Regions from separate parts of the Rattus norvegicus genome. Here region 1 is linked to region 2. Evidence: chromatin contacts called from public Hi-C data. All regions are on one chromosome and are shown on one strand. The core of a region is the stretch at or near the end of the contact, and the rest is flanking DNA. Distances in the headings are between cores, read along the strand shown.

Region 1 (6,872 bases), core at 3,483-5,982, 250 kb before region 2:
GTCATTCTAGTATGTATATAGTGAAATCTCATTAAGTTCACATTTGTATTTTCCTCGAGGTTACTTTGCATTAGCCTCCCCCCTTTTTTTGAGGGGCTTACTGGCAGCATCAGTCAGTGTGGGCTATCATAACAAAATACTGTATGCTGGGATGTTAACAGATTTTTCTTTTCACAACTTGCAGGTTAGAAGTTCAAGATCAGAAACCTAGGACGCTCCATTCAAGAAGGGAATTTTCCCTAGTCTGCAGATGATGACCTTCATACCATGTCCTCACAAGAGAGTGTGAACAGGGGGAGCAGAAGAGAAAGAGAGAGAATTTAGAAGGGCACTGGGTTAACTGCAAACTCAGGGCCTCCTCTCACTTTACTTCCTGAAGTTCACTTCTTCAAAATACAGCCACATTAAGATCAGAGTTTCAAGCCAGGGGTGGTAATGCATGCCTTTAATCTCAGCAAAGGTAGGTAAGCCACCCTGGACTACAGAGTAAGTTCCTGGACAGCCAGGACTACACAGAGAAACCCTGTCTCAAAGAAACAAACCTATACAAAACAAAAAAAATTAGGGGTTTGAACATAGAAGCTTTTGACAGACACAAATATTTAGTCTGTAATCCCAGTCATTTTTATAACTTCATTTCTTTTTTTTTTTTTTCCAGAGCTGGGGACTGAACCCGGGGCCTTGCGCTTGCTAGGCAAGCGCTCTACCACTGAGCTAAATCCCCAACCCCTATAACTTCATTTCTTAAGAGTCTACTCACATATTCTGTATTTTGTATAGGATTGTTTAGCTTCTCATTGGATTGTATCATTTATATATTTTTGATCAGAGTACATCATGAGAAATTTATTAAGATATTTTATCAATTCGATATCTTTAAAAAATTAGAGGTTACAATTTTGATGGCATACATGTAATTGTTTTCTTTTGAAAGTAGTAGGAGATTGTTATTGTTTTTTGTTTTGTTTTGCTTTTTCCTTTTTGAGTAGTATCTTGCTTGCCTATGAAAATCCTTTTCTTCCAGAATTCTGTGCTTTTGGGCTTCTTGTTTCATGATTTTATGTTTTATATTTAGGTCTAAATATTGATTTGAGTTAATGCTTGCAAATGTATGAGAGACAGATTAGATGCTCATTTTGCTTTCTATCCTTATATATGGCTGTCCCTGAAGGAAGTGTTGATACGTATTTTCTGCATATTGAGTTATGCAGTGGCCACTCTGACAAAACTCAGTTAACTGTAGATGCAGAAGTATTTCTGGACTTCTTTCTTTTATATTTCTATTCCTTCTTTTCTTTTCTCTCCCTCTTTTTTCCTTTTCCTTTCCTTTGTTTCTGCTCTCCATGATGGAGATGGAAATCCATGCTCTCAAACATGCCTAACCAGTTCTCTACCACTGATTAAAAGCTACAGCCCTGTTCCTACATTGGCAAATACATTCAGTTAATTGCTATGCCCGCTGAAATGCACTATAAGTTCGTATACATTCAGACATCCTGAATTCAGGTAGGGCAGGCTCTTCAACTTTGCTTTGTTTGTTTTTTTTTTCAAGATGCCTGTTTTTTCTAGGTCTTTTGCACTTTCATATAGGTTTTAGCATCTCAATTTTGAGTAAAAAGTCTAATAGGGATTTGGTTAAAATAGATTTGGACACTACAGGTGTCTTAACATTATGGAGTCACTAGTATGTATTTAGGCATTTCCTCCCTTCTCTCAGCAATGTTTGGTACATGTTGCCTAGGGATGTGGTCAACAAAATATCCAGGCAGCAACTAGAGAATTTCCCAGGTACCTTACTGCAGGTTGGCAGACTGGTACTGTGGCTGGCAGAAGCCCTCAGCATTTTCTGCTTGATCTTTCTACAACGCAGCTTCAGAGTCCTTTTGACATGTCAACTGCATTCTCCTGATAAAGCTACTATGAGGCTTCAAGACTTCTTCTAAATCACAGGTTGTAGCTGGCTGACTTTAAAGGTACATCTTGATTTGGTGTTGAAGCACTCTCTCCCGGGCTGGGATACCTGACAATAGAGACCAATACAGATCATCCTAGAGAGTGCCTCATATGTCAGTCATTCCAACCTCCCAATAAGACCCTACGCCTAAGCACTCAGAAAGACATAATTTCTCCACTTGGTAGTGACCATATAGAATTTGAAAGGATAAGCCTTGGACCTTAGATTTTTTTCATAGACCTGAATTTCATAAATCCTCATTCTATTCTACGAGAATTATCACTCTCTGAGCCTATCTCTATTGGCAAAAAAAGATAACAATACCCATATGATAATGCTACTATGAAAATTAGATACATTCATGCATTTTACAAAATAAATAAATACAAAATTAAAACAAAATACAAACGATTTGGCACTCGCTACATGGTAAGTGTAATAATTACTACTTCTTTTAGTGTGTAATGTTACTGAAGAGTAGAGTTACTCAATTACTTCAAAAGACTAGCACCATTTCCATCAGGGGAGATAGTCTGATTGGAGAGCCTGTAAGAGGGATTCTTCCTTCATGTGGAACTGCCTTAACCTTCAGAGATGGAAGTTACGGTGGATAGTGTTCAGGGTCAACCTGGCCAAATCTACATCACCAATGAGATGGGCCTGTGATCAGTCCTATAAAGGAATGTCTTAATTTGGTTAAAAGAAATGGTGGGAGTATTTACCCCAATCTGCACAGCCTCGTTTCATGGGCTGGGACCTGGATTGGATAAAAGAGGAAGCAGAGCAGTAAACATGCATGCCCTAACTCAGTGCTGTCTGACCTTGACGATAAATGTGATGTTACCATTGGCTTAAAGTTCCTGCCTCCTTGACTTCCAGGCAATAGGGAGGGAAAGGAAAACAGGAGCTATTGCTAATGAACCCAGATTATAACCAAAATCCTTTGAGCTGTACTCAAAGCATCCCATTCAGATACAGCCAGTTCTCCTGTATGTCTCTGTATAAAGCCTCTCCCATGCCACCCTCCACCCTGATTTGAACAGAGCTCTGTCAAATCTTAGGCGTGCTGGACAGCTTCAAATGGAAAGTAAGCAGCTCATGAGTGCCCCACACTGTGGAACCGAAGCTGAAGAAGACATGTCCGAGCTGCCGTAGCCTGTGAGGGACGAGTGTCAGCTGTCTTCTATGGCAGGTGACCCAGGTCGTTCCTAGCAGTATTAAACCCTATGGGAGTAATGTATGTCTCTAAAACTCTTCATTGATCATCTTTGTTTGTTCTTCCTTTACTCTTCCAAGTCTCTCAGTGTTTTTACCTAGACTTACTCCCAAATCACCTATGGGCACCCAAATCTGTATGTGACCAAATTCGTATGTGAGGAATCTCTATTTGAGGCATGTCACGCTAACATAGAAACTAACCTCGGAGCAGTGCTTTGAGCCCATGGAGTGCACTGAAGGGTAACCCTCTTTGGAGGAAGAAGTAGAGGGAGAGAAACGCAGTGTCCTCTAAATTAAGAGCCCAGGTTGGAAGGAAAGTGAGAGACAGTCACTCGTGATAGACTTTGATCCCAAATCATCCCTGGCATCACACTCAAAGGGTTCAAAAGCACTTATCCAGGAGATTTCTTAGCTAAGGGTCTGAGGCCATTGGCCAAAACACCTTGCTCAATAGCAGTCTCCTGAAAGAATGGGGTAATGTCTAGCCCGTGCCTGCTTTTCCTAAGATAAGCAAGCCACAAACCACAGGTAGAGGATATTATCCCAAACATAACAGATTCACAATACGACAGTTTCCTTTGAAAGGGTTATACAAATACATGTCTCTCACTTGAGGACTTCAGTAGAAAAATAATTATTCTTTTCTATCTCGTAATATATATTAAAAATGTTCTAATGTGGTTTGGTAGGGAAGTCTGCCAAATGTTTTGAGGCACCATATCCAGCTTTGCTTAATCTTAGACAGCCTGGCAAATCTAGTCTAAAATACTCTTTCATACAAAATGAATTTGCTAGAAAGGCTAAAATATATGCCTTTATATTAAACACCAATTTTTAAAAGGCATCTTTGGCCTCTCTGGGCGATCACATGAAAAGCAATTGTTACATGCTTTTCTAAGCTTTTCCTACCACCAAGAAACAAAACAAACAAGCCCGCTACCTTCAGAAACTGCAACATACGTGACAAGAAGGTTGTGTGCAGATAAACCAGATGTTTTATTGCCACCCTGGCATACACAGTCTCCACAGCTCAGCTCACGGCCCCTTCTTGTTCCTATGAGTTCATGCCAACAACTAGAAATGAGCACAAAGGCTGTGCGAAATGCTGCGTTTGTTCGAGTGTTTGTGTTGGCTTCCTTAAAATCGGCTGATTTCCAAATCCCCTCCCTACCCCACCTTAGTTGTATTTATGCTGTGGGCAGAACAACCTGGAGCCTGTATTTAAATACAAAATGCTTTGTAGCCATTCGTGCAAATCTCTTTATCGGGGTCTCGCACATTAACGCCCTTCACAATTGACCCACAGGCCGATTGTTTAATGTAAGGCTTCCACGGGGCTGTTTCCATGTTTCCACCGAAGTCCAGCCTTGTTTTTAGTTTTCTTAGCTTTTCTGGACAATCAAAAGGAAGTGGAACCGAGCCGGCTAGCTGGGGCTGGAACTGCCCTGTCTCCTCCTACCTTCTGTCTCGGTTTTGTTTTTCTACCTTTTTTTTTTCTTTTTCTTTTTCCCTCCTCATCACTTTTGATCATAGTGAAAAGCCGAGCCAGACAGGGAGGTTGCTTGCTTGTGATCTGGTGTCTGCTGCTTTTTCCTTTTAGTTCAAAGCTCCTGGGAAGCCACTGACCAGGAAGCTATATTGCTACCTCCTTGATTTCAGCAGAAGCAGATTCTCTGCAGCTAACGGAGAAGTTAAGGAAAGTCCGTGCGCGCGCGCGTGTGTTCATGTAATAGGAAATGTGAATTTCCGCATTTCTTTTTCACCTAGGGAGATGCGTTAGCCAGCTTTAGGCTCCACAGTACTTTCCCTGCTTCCCTTTTTCTCCGTTGGAAGAAAAACAAGGGTTGAGGCAGATGTAAACTAAGCACAGACTTAAGATGCCAGAGGCACTTTCTTTGAAAGTTCTCACAAGGTTGGATGGCCATGACTCACACTCCAATGCAGTGTGTTCCGCTGCAAGCTAGAAACTGATTTATATTTATGAGTGTTTATGGTAGCACTGGAAACGGGCTACACACACTACAGACAATAATAATGTTCATCTTAGATGATGGCTATGAGGACTTAAACTATCCCAGGAGAAGCCCAGGGTGAGTATTGCAGAAATGTCAGTCATCATCATCATCACCACAAGTTATGAATCATAGTAAGACCTAAGAGGTCTTGATCTGGGTGGGGTAGCTCCCACCTGTAATTCTAGCACTAGGGAGATGGACGTAGGAAGATCATGAGTTCCAAGCCAACCTGGGAAACACAGCAGGATCATGTCCTGAGCCTAATGATGAATGTCTCCATTGTGGCTGGTACATCAATCATGTTTTGGAGAGACAAATATGCATGTGCAATTGCTTATTCTACAGTTTTTTACTTGCATGGACTTGGTGTGTTTTTCTATGCTCCACAAACCCCCAAATCCCTGTCTGTAAAAAGGAAACTAATAAGGTCTCTCTCTAACTGAAAGAATCACTGTGAGGGCTATGCTCATGCAGGTCCTTGACACAAGTATTCTGCTCATCAATACACACTGTGTTTACCAACATGTGGTTATCATATTTAATATGAATTGTTTCTTTAATGCATTTTATGGCAAGGGCAAAATCCAAATAGGCTCAAAGGATAAATATATACTTACTTGTCCATGTACCATAAAGACACAAATTATTTGCATAATTTTTTGGTTGGATGATAAGTGCATTCTTTATTCCTTGGAAATGTCTCAAACCAGTGTTAAGCCACATAGGAAATGAAAAAGAGAGCTAATGAGGCAAAGACGCATCCTGAGATTCATTTTCCTGGGAGACAGTTAGTTCGATGTTACTCTAGTTAAGATATGCAGTCCTTAAGCCACTACCCAAAGACTATACTTGGACTGACCCTGGGCTCCAACTGCATAAGTAGCAATGAAAAGCCTAGTAAGGGCACCAGTGGAAGGGGAAGCCCTTGGTCCTGCCAAGACTGAACCCCCAGTGAACATGATTGTTAGGGGGAGGGCAGTAATGGGGGAGGGATGAGAAGGGGAACACCCATATAGAAGGGGAGGGGAGGAGTTAGGGGGATGTTGGCATGGAAACCGGGAAAGGGAATAACAATTGAAATGTAAATAAGAAATACTCAAGTTAATAAAGATGGGGGGGGGGGAGGATATGCAGTCCTTAGTGCAGCCGTTGGCACTTACATTATAATTGCTTAACATTAGGCACGGTATCTACTGGTCATACACATAAACATTCTATTCACATCCATAGATACCCAAAGTAAATCTGTGAGGAGCTCTGCTAGTTATTCAAGAAGCTGTTCAGGTCCCACTCAGTCTATTCTCAAACACCCTTTTTGTTGAAACCTATTTCCATGAAGATGGCAGGAAGGGAAGGCAAAGTCACTGGAGGATCTTGTAAGATATTTCAGGGCCACTCCCCGGTGTAAAATACATTGTTTCTGCTAGCATGCCATTGACTGAACTCAAGTTATCTGCTGCCTCTGGTTTCAAGGGATCGCAAGAAAATGAAATAGCCTAGTGCACTTCTTTGCTCCTGTCTGTAGGGAGAACTCACCTGAGCTCTTTCAACCTACTTAAAGCTAGTTATTGGGCAGTGGCAAAGGCATTCTCAATGCTTTTAAGTGCTACAGGAAGAACAAACCCAGGCTGAGCTTTAGGGCATTGGTTTTTGAGGAAACAAAAGGAAATGGTCTCTGAAACGTG
Region 2 (6,832 bases), core at 1,914-4,413:
GAGTGTTGGGCTTTAACACTTCAACACTTTCTTTAGGTTGTTTTATCTAACCACCCAGCCATCCTCTATCTTTTATGCATTTTGAAGTTTCATTGTAGGTTCATATCATTTCAAATACCCCTCAATGTTCTTTATACTGATATAGACAACCATCATGTGTGTGTGTCTTTAAAAAAACCAAACTCAACAAACAAAATCAATAGCACTGGTTTCAAATGTGCTTGTTAATGAAAGTTGGTAATGCATACACCTGTGTCACCCAACCCCCCCCATTAAGACACAGATAATTGACTTAGGCTCAGAAAAGCACCACGCACATCCAATCTCCAACCACACACCACCCTAACCATACTTCGTTTTTCACCTGAGACGAAGGTCCTAGGTCTTTGTAGAAAGGGACTCATACACGTTGCACTCCTGGTGCCTGGCTTATCTCCCTCAGGTGATATTCTTTAGATCAGCCATGCTGCTGCGTGCAACAGTGCTTTTCAATACATATTGATCAGCTGATTCTTACCGATGTTGATTAAATAATTTCAGCTGATTCAAAGTTTTAAAATACAATCATAACTGGAACGTCTCTTATGTCCCATCGGAAGTCAGGGCTGTTTGTTGATGATTGAACAAAGGCAGGGTATGCTTTGTATAAAGGAAATCAAGGCATCATCTTTTAAAAATTATGTCCAAATACGTGCAACAGGACAGATGATATTTGGCTCTGAGACCCGCCTTTTTCTGGGTATAAGTAATAGTGATGCCTAAGTGTTTTTTTTTTTTTTTTTTCTCATGGGAAATGTTTTCTGAACTTTGGAAAGCAAAGCCCAAAGGGAGGCTATGGCTTGGCAAAGGGAAACATCCATATTTGAATTCTTTCAGCAGTAGTTCCCCACTCTCCGGGTTGCAGGGGTGATCAAGGAAGTGGAGAATTGAACTTCCACCCAGTGCCTGTTTCAGTACTAACTTCTTGGGGGAGTCCCAGCTCACTGGAAGAGCACCAAATGAAAAAAAAAATTTAAAGAATCCCCTGAAGCCCACAACTGTCTTCCTCAAATATGGGTTCCCAGGCTGAGAAAAGATTAGGTTCTCTGTTATTTGCTGGGAGCCTAGTGTTTCTTAGTGACTCCACATTCCTATTATGTTATTAGGTGCTTTTTATTCCTTGAAACTTTCCTGTTAATGAAGTGAGCTAAACTCGCCGGTAGATAGCACTGATCTCAGCTTTTATGAAGCCCAGATTGTTGCCAGCAGGGCAACTTTAAATCCCAGGTAACTCAGGTGGCTGGCTTAAAAATTCTGAACTAAATTCTGCTCCATGGCCTCCTTCTAGGAGTTAATGTGGGACACAGAGCAGGGACTATTGGGTACGCTAACTTGACTAGAGGTAAAAGTAAGGAACTGAATAAGAAGTGAGGATTATTATGTTTCTGAAAACTTTAGTGGAAAAAACCCTGCATTGGATTAATGTTGAAAATGGGATGCTTTGCATTCGTGATAATTGGGCGAAGGAGGCCTGGGTATACAAGTCAAGGCAGCTGCTGCACAAGCCAGGTGCTTCTGTGACCAGTTGCTGCAAACTCATCCTGATTTTGGATATGCCCCTACAATTATGAATTAAGTTACCCCGGGATGGTTAGAATGAGATGCATTGCTATTACGAAATTACCTTTCTCAGGTGGTTAAAATGCCAAACTTGCTTAACCATCTTTGGTGGTCTTGAACCAATGTACTGCTCAGCTTTCTCAACATCACCAAATGGTATCAGGCACTATCTATGCTGGGCTACTCTATGTTGGGCATAGATAGCCACAAATACCTGTATTGTTATGGTGTCACCTTCCTTCAGCATTCTGGAAACTATTTTTCTCTTTACCCATCATGCCCGGTTGTCTAGAAGAGTTGAAGCACTAAACTGATCTCGGAAAATCAGTGCTTTTCTTCACGACCGGCCCAATGCAAGGCATGAAACTCTTTTCGTCCTTTAATGGTAATCTGTTTTCCTAAAGAGCTCCATTTAAACCCGCCTGGAGTGGAGCAGGCAGAGGCTTCAGCCAGCCTTTGGGTTCCCTTTGACCTTGATTATGACCAGGAGTGTCGCTGCTAATTGCGAGGCCTGCCTCAAGGTGGAAAATGGCATCGGTTTCCACCACCACCCAGGAGAAGCCAAGTTCTGTGGCCCACGATAGCAGTTAGGTTCCTTTCAGGCCGCGCCTCACCACCCAGAGAGCAACGCGGAGGCCGCCTACAGGTGCGGTCCCGCCACTGCGCCGGGGCGGGAGGCTGGCGGAGCCCTCAGCGTCTAGGCAAACCCTTCCCGACTCCCGGGCTAAGGCCCCGCGAGTGCCCGCCGCCCTCTCCCCCTGCTTCCCCGACGCCTCTGCCCTGGTGCGGTCTGGAAAGGGCGCTGGGAGCTTCTCCGAGGCTCCATGGACTGGGATTTGGGAAGGGATGGCGCGCGGCCGAGGCTTTCCCTCGAGTTTGCGGCAAGTCTGGCTCCGGGAAAGTTTTTCAAAGTTCCCAGCAGCGTCTGCCCAGGTCGCCTCTGCGGGGCGAGGAGACGGCGGCGAGCGCGCCAGTCTCGCCGCCGCCAGCACAGAGCTCTGGGCTCGCTTGTTGGGAGCGGCCCGGGTTCCCGGCGGGCAGGCCCTCCTCCCCGGGGCGAAAGCCGCAGCTGACGCAGGCTGCTCCAAAGGCGGAAGCCGCCCGCCCCAACTGCTCCGGCCGCACCGCGGCGCCTACACCTGGGGCTTGCACGGGAGCCCAGGCCGTGCACCGAGGGGGCGGTCCGGCGAAGGCGCTCAGGGCGTCTCAGAGCCACGGGCTCCTCCACCTTCCTTCCAGGTTCTTTTCTCTTGGCCCGGGCTCCCCGGGACAGTTGTCTGCATGTGGGGGGCCCCCGGGCAGCCAAGCCACCCGGTCTGTCCCGCAACCTCCAACCCCTTCTCAATTCCTCCCCTCCCCGACAACCCGGAGGAAAGGGGCGTGTCCAGTAAGCGCCACGCCCCTTATGAATATTAACAATCGCGCATGCGCCTTGTTCCGCGTGTTGAGAAGAGGTGGCCAGCCGGAGTCGCGGCTCCTAGACCGGCGCTCCGGCTCCCTCCGAGAGCCAGGCGGGCACGCGTCATTGTGTTACCTGCAGCCGGCGGGCGAGCTAGGCTCAGGTTTTTTTTTTTCCTCCCCTCCCTCCCCCGCGTTTCATGCAGCTGATCCGAAAGGGAATAAAAGGCTGCGCATAATCATAATATAAAAGAAGGGGAGCGCGAGAGAAGGAAAGAAAGCCGAGAGGTGGAAGAGGGGGGAGCGCCTCAAAGAAGCGATCAGAATAATAAAAGGAGGCCGGGCTCTTTGCCTTCTGGAACGCGCGGCTCTTGAAAGGGCTTTTGAAAAGTAGTGTTGTTTTCCAGTCGTGCATGCTCCAATCCACGGAGTATATTAGAGCCGGGACGCGGCGGTCGCGGGGGCAGCGACGACGGCAGCCTCGGAGGGAGCACCAGCGCTAGCAGCGGCGGCGGCGTCCGGAGTGCCCCCGGCGCGCGGCGCAGCGATGCGGTCCCCACGGACGCGCGGCCGGCCGGGGCGCCCCTTGAGCCTTCTGCTCGCCCTGCTCTGTGCCCTGCGAGCCAAGGTAGGAGTCTCTCTCCCGCTCTTGCTCCCCGCGGTTCTCTCCCTTCCCTCGTGGCGTTCTGGACGCGGGCGGCTGTGGCTCCCAGTGCAAGCTCCGGAGCCCTTGAGTACAAGGCTCCCTGACCCTGACTCTTCACCCGAGAGGCTGCACCCGGTGTGGAACGCTGGCTTCCCAGAGGGGAGACCCTGGCCTCGAAAGATAAACTCCTCCAGGCTGGGCAGAGTGCGATCATTACGCTCTTGGTCCTTCGGGACGCTTGTCTTAGTTTTTCCCCCGCACTCGTGGGTTTTATGCCCCTGAACCAAGTTAATCCCTGAACCTAGTCTTTGCACATTTATTTTCACTTGCCAGAGAAGATCTTTGGCAGCTTTGGGGTGTGTGTGTGTGTTGGGGGTGGGGTGGGGGAGTCTAGGAGTCCCCACTTCCACTTCAAGAGAAAACTTTCTCATGCGTTGACCTCCTTCCTCACTGGCAGGTGTGCGGGGCCTCGGGTCAATTTGAGCTGGAGATCCTGTCCATGCAGAACGTGAACGGAGAGTTACAGAATGGGAACTGTTGCGGCGGAGCCCGGAACCCTGGCGACCGCAAGTGCACCCGCGACGAGTGTGACACGTACTTCAAAGTGTGCCTCAAGGAGTATCAGTCCCGCGTCACGGCCGGGGGACCCTGCAGCTTCGGCTCAGGGTCTACGCCTGTCATCGGGGGCAATACCTTCAATCTCAAGGCCAGCCGCGGCAACGACCGTAATCGCATCGTACTGCCTTTCAGTTTCGCCTGGCCGGTGAGTGAGCGACTCGAGGACAGAGTCGAACGCGGGTCCGAGCCTTATATTGCCTTGAGAAGGATTTAATGCCACTTGAAACTTGGCACTAAGTTGAGAGGCTTTTGGGATGGCAAGTCTGAGAGTCCAGACTATAGCTAGAGCTTGAAACAGATGAGCCGGGCGGGTCTTCCATTCTGGGTGGTGTCTGCTTAGCGCACGGAAATGGGGTCTCTGAAGAGGGAGAAAGTGCCCAAGGATGCTAATTTTATGCTTGCTACTTGCAGTACCCATCCCGGACCAGGAGGTCATTATAGATGATTTCTTTGCTTAACTAATTAAAACTTGTAGCGCCGTGGAAGGCGACTGCGCACAGTCTGCCCTGCAAATGCTGTCCAAGTTGGCACCCTCCCCTTTCCCGTGAGCCGCCCCGAGGGCGGGTGTGTCCTTCCTGCAAGGGGGGGTGGGGGGGCGGTTTCCCGCAGCTCTAGGAGATTTCGGTGTCTTGGAGGGGTCCTCTTCCAGCCTGGGGTGGCGGCTGCAGGAGGTGGGTTATCTCCGGCTGGCGTCCAGGTTTTAGTCTGGGAACCTCCGCCCCCTGCCGGCCCCTTCCTCCCGCCCCCGCTCGGTGTAGCCCTGGCTGCCTTGCTCCCAGCGGTTCCCCAGTTCTGGAACAGCTGTGTTTGCAAACTTCCCCGGGAAGGGCGGGCGCGCACACTCGTCCGGAGGGCACCCGGCCTCCACAAACCCTTCCCGCGCCGTATAAAGGCTTAGAAGAGACAGCCCGCTCTAAGTAGTGTTTGCGGGTGCAACTGCGTGCTCCCACATCTCCCCCTTGGCCCTCGGATATGCTTGAGGCCGGCGTACCGCTGGCAGACTGCAGCAAAACCCTTGCAACATCCAAAATGGGTGGAAGGAAGATGGGTGCGATTGCAGAAAGGGAGGAAAGGGAAATGGTGGGGGGTGTGCCCGTTGTCCAGGAGGCGTGACCCGCTGCCAGGACTGGTGCTCCGCCAAGCTTGAGCTCGGAGGGTGGGTGGTAAGAGGGGGAGCTCTGTGCCCCGGAGGATTGCTTTCCGCCACGTGCTCCGATGGGGTGCGCTCTGCTGCCTCCTACCCGCGGGTTTGGGCTGTGATTTGAAACTCTGAAGAGGGGCGGGAGAGAAGCCTGTCTGGCTCTGTCTGTGTGTGAGGCCGAGCTGGCTCTTAAAGTCTGCGTTTACAGGCGTTGGCCTTTGCTGTGGGTGCGATAAGACAGTTATCGAAAACATGCTATTAAAAGGGTCTTACTTTGGCAGGGGACTGCCGCTGTAGGTGAGATCTCTTCAGATCTGAGGGTTGTGTCTGTTGTGGATTTCACTTTTACAAAGAATGTTTGTCTTGTTTGTTAATCCCCTATTAGGGAGAACTTTAAGCTAAAGAGGTTGGCCACCTCTAAATCTGACTGGGTCCAAGCTTAGGGCGGATACTGGCTGCCCTTGAGCTGTGTTTGGAGTTTCGGGAGGAAGGGGCCTGCAGGTGGTTCCACCCTTCCTAGGATCAGTCAGAGCCCCTCGCTTTTCACAAGACCATAAAAGGAATCTTATTAGTGATGTGGAAAAAAAAAAAAACCGGCAGGCCTGGCTGAGGTTTATTTTGGAGAAGAGGGGTCAGAGGGAGGATGGCTTGGAGGAAAACAGACAGGCTTACTCCAGAGGCTGGGGGCCGGGGGGTGACCTAGAAGTGTGGCTGTCTGCTTTTGACACCTGGAAGAGAGAGAGTTCCCCACCGACAAGGAGCTGAAATGGTGTGAGTGGATGGAAGGTTGCCACCACCGCTGGGCTCGCACTCTTCGGTGCCTTCAGGCCCCACGGGTCACCAACCATGAAGTAGATTTGGCTTTTCTAGAAAGAGGGAGACCCACTGGGGTCAGCACTGAGAATGTGGTTCTTTTTGAAGCCGGGCCAAGTCCATGGATCTCTCCTAAACAAGTCTCCACACTGCTGCCCCCAAAAAGGCCTCCAGTGAAACACAAGAGAAACTCAAGTTTGGGTGTGTGTTGTTTTAGTTTATTTTCCTCAGTGTGGTTAGAGAACCGCTGCTGTCTAACTTCCAAGAATGGCTCCAGGGTGAGTCTTAGCTTCAATGAAAGCCTTAAGCTTCACAAGTGTTAGTGGGGGGGTGGGAGGGTAGCACAGCATCAGTCGCTTTGGTAATTAACACCTGTCTTTAAAATGGGCTGGGGGTGTACCTCTTTGAAATAGTATTTGCCTAGCGTTATTAAAGGTCCTGGGTTTGAATTCAAGCACCATAAACTTACTTTTTTTCTCCTTCTTGGATAGGTTATAGTGGAATTGGTGCCGAGATGATGGGGTTCCAGAGTAGGACATAATTTAAAAGGCAAACAAAAGCGCTGGCCTAGCCTGGCCTCATAGCCACATAAGCTGCCAACCCTAAGCAGACACAGT

Evidence for each region. Hi-C and Micro-C count contacts between places; a contact is called where the count stands out from the background.
Region 1: a Hi-C map of frontal cortex shows a contact between it and region 2, with 1.8 times the contacts expected there. The contact joins the enhancer-like site here to the promoter of Jag1 in region 2. A contact is called at or near these places in 2 of 12 Hi-C or Micro-C datasets (Schwann cells and frontal cortex).

Annotation. Positions count from the first base shown.
Region 1 is chr3:145,144,196-145,151,067 of GRCr8, reverse strand. No RefSeq gene overlaps it. Among named protein-coding and RNA genes, the nearest start is that of Jag1, 250 kb to the right of the region's middle. Within about 2 kb of position 4,732, at least 6 of the 93 cell types and tissues checked have an H3K27ac peak or open chromatin away from gene starts, as enhancers often do.
Region 2 is chr3:144,891,214-144,898,045 of GRCr8, reverse strand. Jag1 (jagged canonical Notch ligand 1) reads left to right here and starts at 3,163. Exons shown (of 26, transcript NM_019147.2): 1 at 3,163-3,625; 2 at 4,101-4,406. The coding sequence starts at 3,545.